Regions from separate parts of the Hordeum vulgare genome. Here region 2 is linked to region 1. A link is a contact called in public Hi-C data. All regions are on one chromosome and are shown on one strand. The core of a region is the stretch at or near the end of the contact, and the rest is flanking DNA. Distances in the headings are between cores, read along the strand shown. Region 1 holds the start of LOC123444697 (expansin-A4). Region 2 has its middle 31 kb from the start of LOC123414009.

Region 1 (5,139 bases), core at 958-3,457:
AGAAGACAAACGCATCATCAGACCCGTCGCACAAGCCTATTCTACTACCATGTAGGTACACGAAACGGAGCACGGCGACCGACGTTGGCCGTGGCTCTCCTCCAGAAAAGGCACGACAAGGACGCCCCCACAAACGTCTCCCACCCATGTGACCGTCCGTCCATCGACAAGATACAGCCCAGCAAGCAGCGAAAGTCCCCTGGTCCACGCTGGGCTTCTATGTAAGCTACGGGTAGCCAGCCAGCCAGCTAGCTAGCTGCAACATGGATCGATCCATAAATATGCCCTTGCAATCTTCAATTTCATCACAAAGGCCACGACCCAGTACAAGTACAAACCAACCACGAGAGGTGCTACTACTGCTTTGCTAGTGATGACTAATGCAATTATTAACTTCTTTTCTTCTTTTTCTTCATGGAGTGCCAAGCTACTACGTCCGTACGGTAGTTGATGGATGGTTGTTCGAGTCTTCAATAAACTCGAGACTTTGATGAGACGAGAGAAGGAAAACGTCTAAGCGGGTGCTAATCAGCAGCCTCAGCGTAGCCCGGAGCCTCCCTCCTTCACTATAACGAAGAGGCCGGCTTTTGTTTCTTCCTCCTCCTGCACTGCATGCACGCGAATGCCAAAATAATTCTTCAAAAGTACAAATATGCCCAGTCCGTCTCTTCTCTCCAGTGCTTATGCCTGTGGAGAAGAAGAAGATGGAGATGGAGATGGAGTGGACTAGAACTGGGCGCCCTCGAAGGTCTGGCCGAACTGCCAGCCGGCGGGCGCGGCGGCGTTGCTGGTGACGGTGCGGCCGTCGCTGGAGGTGACCCTGAAGGAGAGGCACTGGCCGTCCAGGAAGGTGTTGCTCTGCCAGTTCATGCCCCAGTTGCGGGACATGGCCTGCCAGCCGGTGCGCGTGCCCTTGATGGACACGGAGCGCGCGTCGCCGGCGCCGGCCACGTTGGTCACCAGCACCAGGTTGAAGTAGGAGTGGCCGTTGATGGTGAACCGGATGCCCCCCTTCTTCACGCACGGCACCCTGCTCGATCAATTCAACACGCGACGCGTCAGTGAGAAGAGGTAACATGCACACGGTGAGAGTGAAGTTGCGACATTAAAAGGCACGGCACAGCACATGCGCTGCACTGTAGGCGGCAGTGCTCCAGTGGAGTGGTAGCCGTGCCTATCGGTGTGCACCGTATCAAATCTGCAGCGTGGCCCCATCGAAACTTATGGACCGAACCGACCGCGGTCCCCGGCGTATCTTCATTCTTCAAGCCGACCGACGCCGCTCGTGCCCGGTCAATCAATCCATCGGTTTGGAGTGCACGATAACACGGGTACGGTAAAAAAAAATAAAAGCTCTGTTCTCACCTTCTGTAGGAGACGGGTACGATGCCGGCGCGGTACTGCGCGATGTGGAGGAAGGCCGGCTCGGCCATGTCGAAGTGGGGGCGCGGCGGGTTGCACCAGCCGCCGTCGTCGCTGGGGAGGCCGTAGTTGGGCGGGCAGAAGTTGGTGGCGGTCACCATGATGGACCCCGGCCGGCACGAGCTGCCGGCGTTGTCGCAGCGCAGCTCGTAGCACGACCCGCACGCCGCGCCGTCGTTGAACAGCGCCGTGCTCAGCGCCGCCGTGTTCGTGCCGTACCCAGTGCTGTACAGGTTACCGTACCCGCACGCCCCGCCTGCATGCAAAAACCCAACGAACAGCGTGAGCGTCTGTGTGTGTGACAGGCGTTGACACATTGAGTTCAGCTAGCAGCTGCAGCTGGCTGCCGGGGACTCACCCATCGTGCCGGAGGCGTCGCCGCCGCCGTAGAAGGTGGCATGGGCGCTCTGCCACCCGCCGTAGCCGCCGGCCGCGGCCTGTCGTGCGAGGAGGCACAAGGAGGAGAAGACGAAGAAGAGAGCGCCGGCAGCGGCCATTGCTGGGAGGGAGGGAGGGAGCTTCCTTGTATCCTCAGCAAGCTAGCTTAGCTTTCGAGGGATATGGTGTCTAAAGCTAGCTAGCTAGACTCGAAATGGCTGGTTGGCAGTGAGGAGCTACTTCCTCCCAGCCGGGGTATTTATAGCCAAAGTAAAGCTCAGTGCCGGTGGCGGTTGGGTTGCAATTGCAAGCTCGATCGGGGCCGTGCAGGTTATCAACACTTCTTCTAGATTTGGTGAGTGAGAAAGAGAAGAAGGAGAAGGAGAAGAAGGAAATGAGGAGTAGATTGAAGGCCGGCTCTGACGTGCGGGGTGACCACGGCCACGGAGGCGCGCGGCAGTTAATACATACAAATCAGGCGCACATGCGAGTGTCCTCGGCATCGGGCGCGGCGTACGTAACGGGCACCAACCGCTTGCCCGGCCGAGCGCGTGTGTGACTTGTGGTGCGAGTCGCCGTGGGGTCCGGGGGCGCCCTACCCTCCACATGCCTCTCACCGGCTGCTGAGCTGAGCCTAGCTAGGACCAGGACTCGGCCGTGAAAGAGGCCATGGATGCAGAGCATGCATGCAGAGCGTGCCTTAACTCCGTGGAACTCATGGGCGGCAAGGCGGTCGAGCAGATGTGTCCACCATCACCATGCATGGCATGCATGGCCGTGTGTGCCAGGGCCGGACCGCCGGAGGGAGGCAAGGGAGGGGAATCCGGTCATGTTCCGAGTCATGGTGCTCGGCCGCGCGGCATGGGGTGTGTCTGCTACTAGATACTCACTCATGATCGGCGTGTAACGGCGCAAGTGCATGCCGACCTTGCCCAACTTGACTGCATGCATGGTCCAGGAACGCTGCATGTGTTGGCCCGTTCGGTGAACGGGTTGTTGCAGTGGGAAGCTGACAAGGAGTAATTAGGCGATTTCAGTTACATCCTTTCTTACTACTCCTACATTTGCACATTGGAGTGAGTGAAGGTTTACTGATATGATAGCTGGGCTCAGGGTCGGCCAGCCAAACCTGGTTTACACTCTTCCAAGCGTACTGCTAATCTTGGGTTACTTACTTGGTCCTGCCGGAGAGTACGCTGGACCATCGGATACAAAAAGGAAAGCGTGGATTTGTCGGGGCGCAACGCGCATCAGCACATGAAGCTGCTCCCAATGCATGACGGATATGTAAGCGAATGAACCAACGTAGTACGTGCCACCCACACGAAGGGAATCATGCATCCATGCACGCACGCACGCACGCATGGTCCAGCGATTAGCAAGTTACCAGCACACTACCGGCTGCAATGATTAGCGCACGCTTTAAGGTTGATGCTCAATTAAGGTTTGAACAGGCAAGACTTTCCGGTGGGCTCCTGGGCCTGGAGCGCACATGGTGAGTTGGTGACTACTCACATGCTCAGTCGCTCACGTGAACGGGACGGACACGTAACATGGCTCGGCCCTGCATGGGCGAGAGCGAGGCCTGAACAGTGCACGTAAATCCAACAACAGCTTTCAGACAGGCCTTTGCATGCTACCCTGCTCATGCATGCATGCATGGCGGAGCCTCTCGTGTTTTCTAATTTTTCATCCATGGGCGAAACGATTCTTGGAAATTTTCTGTGCTGACCCTTGCATCGTCGCCTACTCGCCTCGCCTGCAAAGGCTAACATGGCACCGCCGCGCGTCGCCGGTGTCACCTGCTCTGCACGGCCATCAGTTTCAGAAAGCAACGGTTCCCGAGGCCAGCGCCTTGCCGCCGGAGTCAGGCCCCACGCCATGTTAGTTGCACATGGCCGCCCGGGCCTTCCGGCCGGCTACTCCCCCGTCCGTCACTGACCAGCCACCCCGTTGGTTGGCATCCCTCTTGGACCCGTCACGCTCCGACCAGTCAGTTGTGGTGCTCGCTCCTCCACCCGCCTCCGGGCTGGTGCAGTAATGCAGGTCCACCAGATGCTTTCATCTTATCCAGATCGAATTCCACTTGGTACGCAAGATGTATCAGGTAGTATACTTCTCGATCAGAGGTAACGCAATGTAGCAGCTACCATTGGGGACGCGGGAGAGAACCATAAGCTGACATCAAATAAGATACAAAAGGATTTATGCAAAGCTTGTGCAAAAGAGACCACAAATGTCATTCTTGAGGAGATTGGAGATAGTAAATTTGCATTACTTGTTGATGAGTCCAGAGATGCATCTATGAAGGAGCAAATGGCTATGTGTTTGAGGTCAGTACATTTGCTTGTGTGTGTGTGTTATTGTAGCCTTATAGGTGTATTTTCTTAAAGTTCTTATATATTAATCATGCTCCTTTGTCTTATGTAGGTATCTCGGCAAACGAGGGGAGGTGATTGAGAGATTCATGGCAGTTGAGCATGTTCCTGACACTAAAGCAACTTCACTGAAGGTAGCCTTGGATGGTATGTTTGGTAATCTTGGCTTATCTATGTCTAATTTGAGAGGGCAGGGTTATGATGAGGCTTCAAACATGAGAGGGGAATTTCGTGGGTTGCAAAGATTGATCTTGGAGGAAAATCCTTATGCTCATTATATACATTGTTTTGCCCATCAGTTACAATTAGTGGTTGTTGCTGTTGCCAAGTGTTGTTCATCAGTAAGGGATTTTTTTGAGTACACAAGCATGGTTGTTAACATTGTTAATGCTTCTTGTAAAAGACATGATCAATTAGCCCAAGAGCAACATGATGAAATAGTACGTCAAATAGAGTCCGGGGAACTTCTTGAGGGAAAAGGGAAAAACCAGTTCTAAAGGTATTAGAAAATTTACACAATGATGCAGATAATGTTGCCCAAAGAACCACAGCCGCGGGGTTGATAAAGCACATGGAGTCTTTTGAATTTGTTCTCATATTGCATCTTATGATTAGATTATTGGGCAAGACTAACAATCTGTCACAATGCTTGCAATTGAAAAATCAAAATATTGTACGTGCTGTGGGATTGATTGAAACCACATTGGAGGATATTCAAGAGATAAGGCAGAATGGTTGGGATGGGCTCTTCAAAGAGGTAACAGACTTTTGTGTCAAATATAACATTCTAGTGCCAAATATGGAAGATACAAGGACTGCTAATGGCCGTTCAAGGTCTTGGGGTGGGCAATTGGTAACTTACAACCATCATTTCAAAATTGAAATATTCAATGTGTTGCATGATCAACTTATTGTGGAGTTGAACAACCGCTTTGCTGAAAGGTCTACTCAATTGTTGAGA
Region 2 (5,498 bases), core at 1,540-4,039, 130 kb after region 1:
GGCCGAAGACTTACACCGATGGCACCGTTCGGTATGATATCGGCCGCTGTGCGTTCTTTGCTGCGCCTGTCTCTCATCATCAGGCTCTTGGTGCTCCGGCATGGCGTACTGCCATGTCTGAAGAGTTTGCCGCCCTACGTCATACCAATACCTGGGTGTTGGTGCCTCGCCCACCTGGCGTTAACGTCGTAGGCTGCAAATGGATCTTCAAGACTAAACACCGGCCGGATGGATCTGTTGACAAACACAAGGCTCATCTTGTTGCTCGTAGTTTCACTCAACAACACGGCATAGACTATGGTGACACATTCAGCCCAGTGGTCAAACCTGCTACGGTTCGACTCGTGCTCTCCATCGCGGTCTCTCGAGGTTGGGGCGTGCGGCAGATTGATGTGAGCAATGCTTTCCTCCACGGTTTTCTTGCAGAAGACGTCTACATGCAGCAGCCGCCCGATTTCGAGGATGCCAGGTATCCATCTCATGTTTGCAAACTTCAGAGATCTATCTATGGCCTCAAACAGTCACCTCGCGCCTGGTATGCTCGTTTGAGTTGTCGTCTTTCCCAGCTTGGTTTTGTCACATCCAAAGCAGACACATCGTTGTTCATCTTCTCTCATGGCGCGCGCCACTCAGATATTCATGTTGGTTTATGTTGATGATATTGTGATTGCTGGCTCTAGACCTGCTATGGTTGACCGCCTTGTGCAGGCCCTATCCGCTACATTTCCCATCAAGGATATGGGCATGCTTGAGTACTTTCTTGGATTGGAAGCGTCCTTTCATTCTAGGGGCATGATGTTGACACAAAGAAAGTATGCACTGGACCTTCTTCACCGTGTCAACATGGAGAACTGCAAGTCCACCTTCACTCCACTTGCTACGTTCGAGAGTCTATCACGCCATACTGGTGCACCTCTGGGTTCTGGTGACTCTTTCAGGTATCGGAGTGTGGTTGGTGCTCTTCACTACTTAACACTCACTCGTCCCGATATCTCCTTCGTTGTGAACAAAGTCTGCCAGTTTCTGTCTCAGCCTACAGAGGTCCATTGGGAAGTTGTTAAGCGCATTTTGAGGTATGTGAAAGGTACACTAAACACAGGGCTTCAAATTCGCAAATCACAGTTTACTGGAGTTAGTATATTCACAGATGCAGACTGGACAGGCTGTGTTGATGACAGACGCTCCATAGGTGGTTTTGCTATATTCGTTGGACCTAATCTTATATCTTGGAGTTCCAAGAAACAACCTACGGTCTCGAGATCTAGTACTGAGGCAGAGTATAAGGCGTTGGCCAATGGAGCTGCCGAAGCCATTTGGATAGACACAGTTCTCAGGGAACTTGGAGTTTCACGGCAGTGCACCCCCATTTTGTGGTGTGATAACTTAGGGGCTACGTACCTGACGGCAAATCCACTATTCCATGCTCGGACTAAACACATTGAGATTGGTTTCCATTTTGTGAGAGAACGAGTAGTTGCAGGCGCATTGGATGTCAGGTTCATTTCAACAGATGATCAGCTAGCGGATGTATTTACTAAACCCGCTACACGGCAGATGCTAGACCGATTTAGGATCAATCTGAATCTTGTATGTAGTTCAGATTGAGGGAGCATGTAAAATAGGGTCTAGTTTACATATTGTATTTGTATACATACAGGGACTCGTATGTAATTGTAACACCCTGATCATCTATATATATGAAGACGTGAGGTGGATACACCACCCACGCAAAACCCTAAACCCTTGGTTTTGACTCAGAGACCTTCCTTCCTCCCTCCTCAGCGGTGGCGCCCCATCTCTTCCACCCATGGGTGAGGCGGGAGAGATGGCTACGGACGCGGCAGCTATCATCGCTCTTCCGGTGACGAAGATCTGTGGGCGGTCTGCACCAACCTACGGCGGAGCAGCGCTATGGAGGCCGATCCGGTCCACCCCCTCCTTTGGTATCAGCGGGACATGGCAAATGGGGGAGCTTGCTTTCTACTACGCGAGAAGGGTCAGATCGTTTGCAGCAAGGGGTCGGGAGAAGCAACACCATGATACATGGTGTTTGCAACAAGGGCAGTAACGTCAAAATCCCCGGCGTTTTCATGTGATGCAGCAACACGAACAGGTTCGGCGTTTTCATGTGGAACAGCAACACAAACGGGTTCGGTGTTTTTATGCGAAGAAGAAACGTCTTGATCTGTAACGTTGTCAAAAAGTTTAGATCGTGAAATATCGGGCAGGGTTCATTTTATGCTATAGTTCAAAGATAAGATCAATACAGTGATTTTGGCCTTAATCTTGCTGCCGGTGCTGCTGCACGCACGGTTCATGACTGCGAGGAATATTCTTTGCTTGTTGTCCGTGATAAAATAATCCATCCTTCCTTCTCAATGCAATCTTTCTTCTGCATGTGAATCGGCGCCCGAACACCTGAGATACATGAGAAGCAACACTGCTCCAATTTTTTGGTGAATTAAAATGCCAACAATGCGCAATCTTCCACTGTGCGTCTATTTTTGGAGAGCGCCTTCCAAGTTGCAACAGATATCTGAAACCTGTGTATGTGTATTTTCCAAACGTTCGCGTCTACGCAGATTCGACTGTCGGGCGTATATGTCAATCGTGCGCCTCACTGTCCCCGTATCTCCTTGAGTTATGACAAGCTGGATTGCGCAACATAATGTGTGCTACAGGGGAATGTGATGCCACCATACTGTGGGATGGGATTATGCGTTATGCGTAATGCTTTGCAATGGTCCAGGCCGTCCAGCGCGACCGTACGCCCCTTGCTTCCTTCCCCGGGTAGCGTATCGATTGCCGGCCTGTATGAACAGCTGACCTGTGGCTGATGTGGACTGTGCACTGGTATGAGGCGATGCCGCGTCGATCGCCCACAAGACGCCGTGTAAACGCGGAGCTTTCCTGCTTTATCCGGCTCGGATCTTTTCGCATCGCCGTGAAAGGCACGTTCATGTGAGGCCTTCTTTTCCGGGCTGCGTTCTCGTGTTGTTTTCTAGCTAGCTTTCTGCGTCACTGCGTTAGCCGGTAACATGGGTTCGTTAAGATGTCCAACCAACTCAAATACTCAATGCCTTCCAAATTGGAGTACGGGTCCCTCGTAATATTTACACACCTTGCAGGGGCTTCCCTCAACCATATTTACCTCCTTTTCTTTTTGCAGTGCTGGACCAATGGAACCAATACTAAGAACATCTATAACCGGATCCTGCAAATCTGGATCCTCAAATGTCCGCGAATACGTCCGGACACATTCGCTGACACTGACCGGTTACGTCTCAAATGATTGATTCTACAACCGGACATCTCATATTACGATCTTCAAATCCATACAAACACATGCAAGATATGAAATCTACGTACTACGTACAACCTATCTACTCCTCGTCAGAGATGTCGACGATCTTCATGCCCTCCGGCGAATGAATGGCCGCTTGCCGCAGCTTCGCCCCCTCCGGCGCCTCTGGTTGCTCCACTGCGGCCTCATCCGCCTCAATCTCCGCCTCCAACTCGTCGAAGATGGCGTTGGCCTCCGCCTGCCTCTGTCGGATGAGCCGACAGTTGGCCTCCACCTCGGCCTCATTCCGGATGGAATCTAGGATGCCCTGCTGCTCCGCCATCTTCTTCGATTGGGTGACGACGAACTCCGCCTCCGCCTCCGTCATGCTCAAGTCGGGAGCCTTCTCCTCCGGGTCGTCTTCCTCCATGGCCTCCAGCTGCTCCTCCTCTTGCTGCTGTTGCTCCTCCTTCCCCTCGTCCTCCTCTGTCTTCGACGAGTCTGTAGGGAGACACGCAACGATGTCGGCGACATGACGAGACTGCATCTCCGCCTCGATTTGCAGGCCCCGCTCCGGAGTGAGCTGCGCATAGGTGGTGATGAGCCACCGGACGATCCCGACGGAGAGGGAACTGCGAGAGGAGGCGTACGGGCTTAGGTGGCGACGAAGAGAAGGAGGAGGCAGATGAGCTAGGGCTGGGGGTCCGACCGCCTTAAATAGTCGGCCTCGGCATCGAGCGGGGAGCCGTAGTGGCGCCACGCGGCGTTCACACCGCGTCAACGATCAAGGCGCCCGTCGGACCATCAGGTTTCCCGGCGAGTTCGCATGGGGCCAAGCCGTCAGGCTGACGTGGCGGGCGTGCCCAGGCTCCCCCAATATCCGCCCCATATTTGGGCTGGAAATGGGAGTGCCGGTCAATCCGAACGTCTGAGGCCAGTTTAGGAGGCCCGTCTGGGTCGCAATTTCAAGACCGGGCAGTAAACGGACGACCTGCATGGGTGTTCGAGAAGGATTTGAGGGATCCTGCTGTACATGCTCTAACATCAAGAAACCTCGCGCGATTGCTGTTGAACAAGTTCATTTTAACATATAGAGTAGAATGTTATGGTAGGGGAGCGGCCGTGGGCGGCTCGTTAACAGTACTAGTGGTGGACTTGGAATCTCTATTTTTTATGATGTTTGAGATGTTTTGTATTTTTAATGAACTTTTATAATAGATTTCTTCTTTTCTGCAAAAGTTAAAAAAATGAAATATAATTAAATTTGGCGACACTAATGCGTGTTGCATTGTTGAGAGGTCCTCATGTATATATCAAAGAAAAACAAATGTGAAAACACGATACAGAAATAGAGAACATAAATCTTAAAACAAAGGTATAACATATCCCAATTACATGTGATGGGATTTTAAATCTACCTAAAGCGCAACTAATGCATGCCGCATACAAGAGAGACTCTCATGTCGTGATCCGATGAATGTTACTGGATCAAACTAACAAATCCTACGGCTATAGAATTTTCACAATAAAAAAACAAGCATACACGGCAATATTTATTTAATAACATTGGCAACAAGTGCCTTAGGGCTTCAAGGAGTTCTTGAGAGGGTGAAAGGCAAATGATGCTACTGATAATAGAAAAAGTAAATCCAATCTATTTACTGTGAGTGTGTCATTGATAGCAAAGCTGAAACTATAGAGCAAAATTCTAATGAATGGAGGCTAAGATATGAATGGAAAGCTCAGTTTATCCAAATTTATGAGATGGAAGAGTTCTATTGGCAGAAAAGAGGAGGTCTGCTACAGAAACACTGTTTATTCCCATAAAAATGCAAATGAAAGGAATAGAAAGAATAGCATTTCTATCAAGGAAGATGGTGAGAAATCTATACATTCTCCAAAAGAGCTAAGAGAGAATATAAATTCATACTAGAAAGTGGATTTAACTTAGTGGAGCTAGAAAATGTATTATGCAATTCATGCTGGTTTAAAAAGTACTCCCTCCATCCCAAAATAAGTGACTCAACTTTGTACTAAAGTTAAAAGAAAGTTGAGTCATTTTTAGCTACTTATTTTGGGACGAAGTGTTGGAAATACGCCATGGAGGCAATAATAAATTGGTTATTATCCATGCTATAATTGTATTGATTGGAAACTCAAATACATGTGTGGATACATAGACAAAACACTGTCCCTAGTAAGGCTCTAGTTGACT

What was found. A called contact is a pair of places that touch in the nucleus more often than the background predicts.
Region 2: a Hi-C map of seedling shows a contact between it and region 1, with 1.6 times the contacts expected there. The contact joins the enhancer-like site here to the promoter of LOC123444697 in region 1. A contact is called at or near these places in 2 of 6 Hi-C or Micro-C datasets (leaf and seedling).

The regions. Positions count from the first base shown.
Region 1 is chr1H:453,810,529-453,815,667 of MorexV3_pseudomolecules_assembly, reverse strand. LOC123444697 (expansin-A4) reads right to left here and starts at 2,207. Exons shown (of 3, transcript XM_045121509.1): 1 at 1,781-2,207; 2 at 1,366-1,678; 3 at 271-1,030. The coding sequence starts at 1,919. The coding sequence ends at 727.
Region 2 is chr1H:453,683,347-453,688,844 of MorexV3_pseudomolecules_assembly, reverse strand. No RefSeq gene overlaps it. Among protein-coding and RNA genes, the nearest start is that of LOC123414009, 31 kb to the right of the region's middle. Within about 2 kb of position 2,789, at least 3 of the 3 cell types and tissues checked have open chromatin away from gene starts, as enhancers often do. A contact at or near this core is called in leaf and seedling, where this site is marked.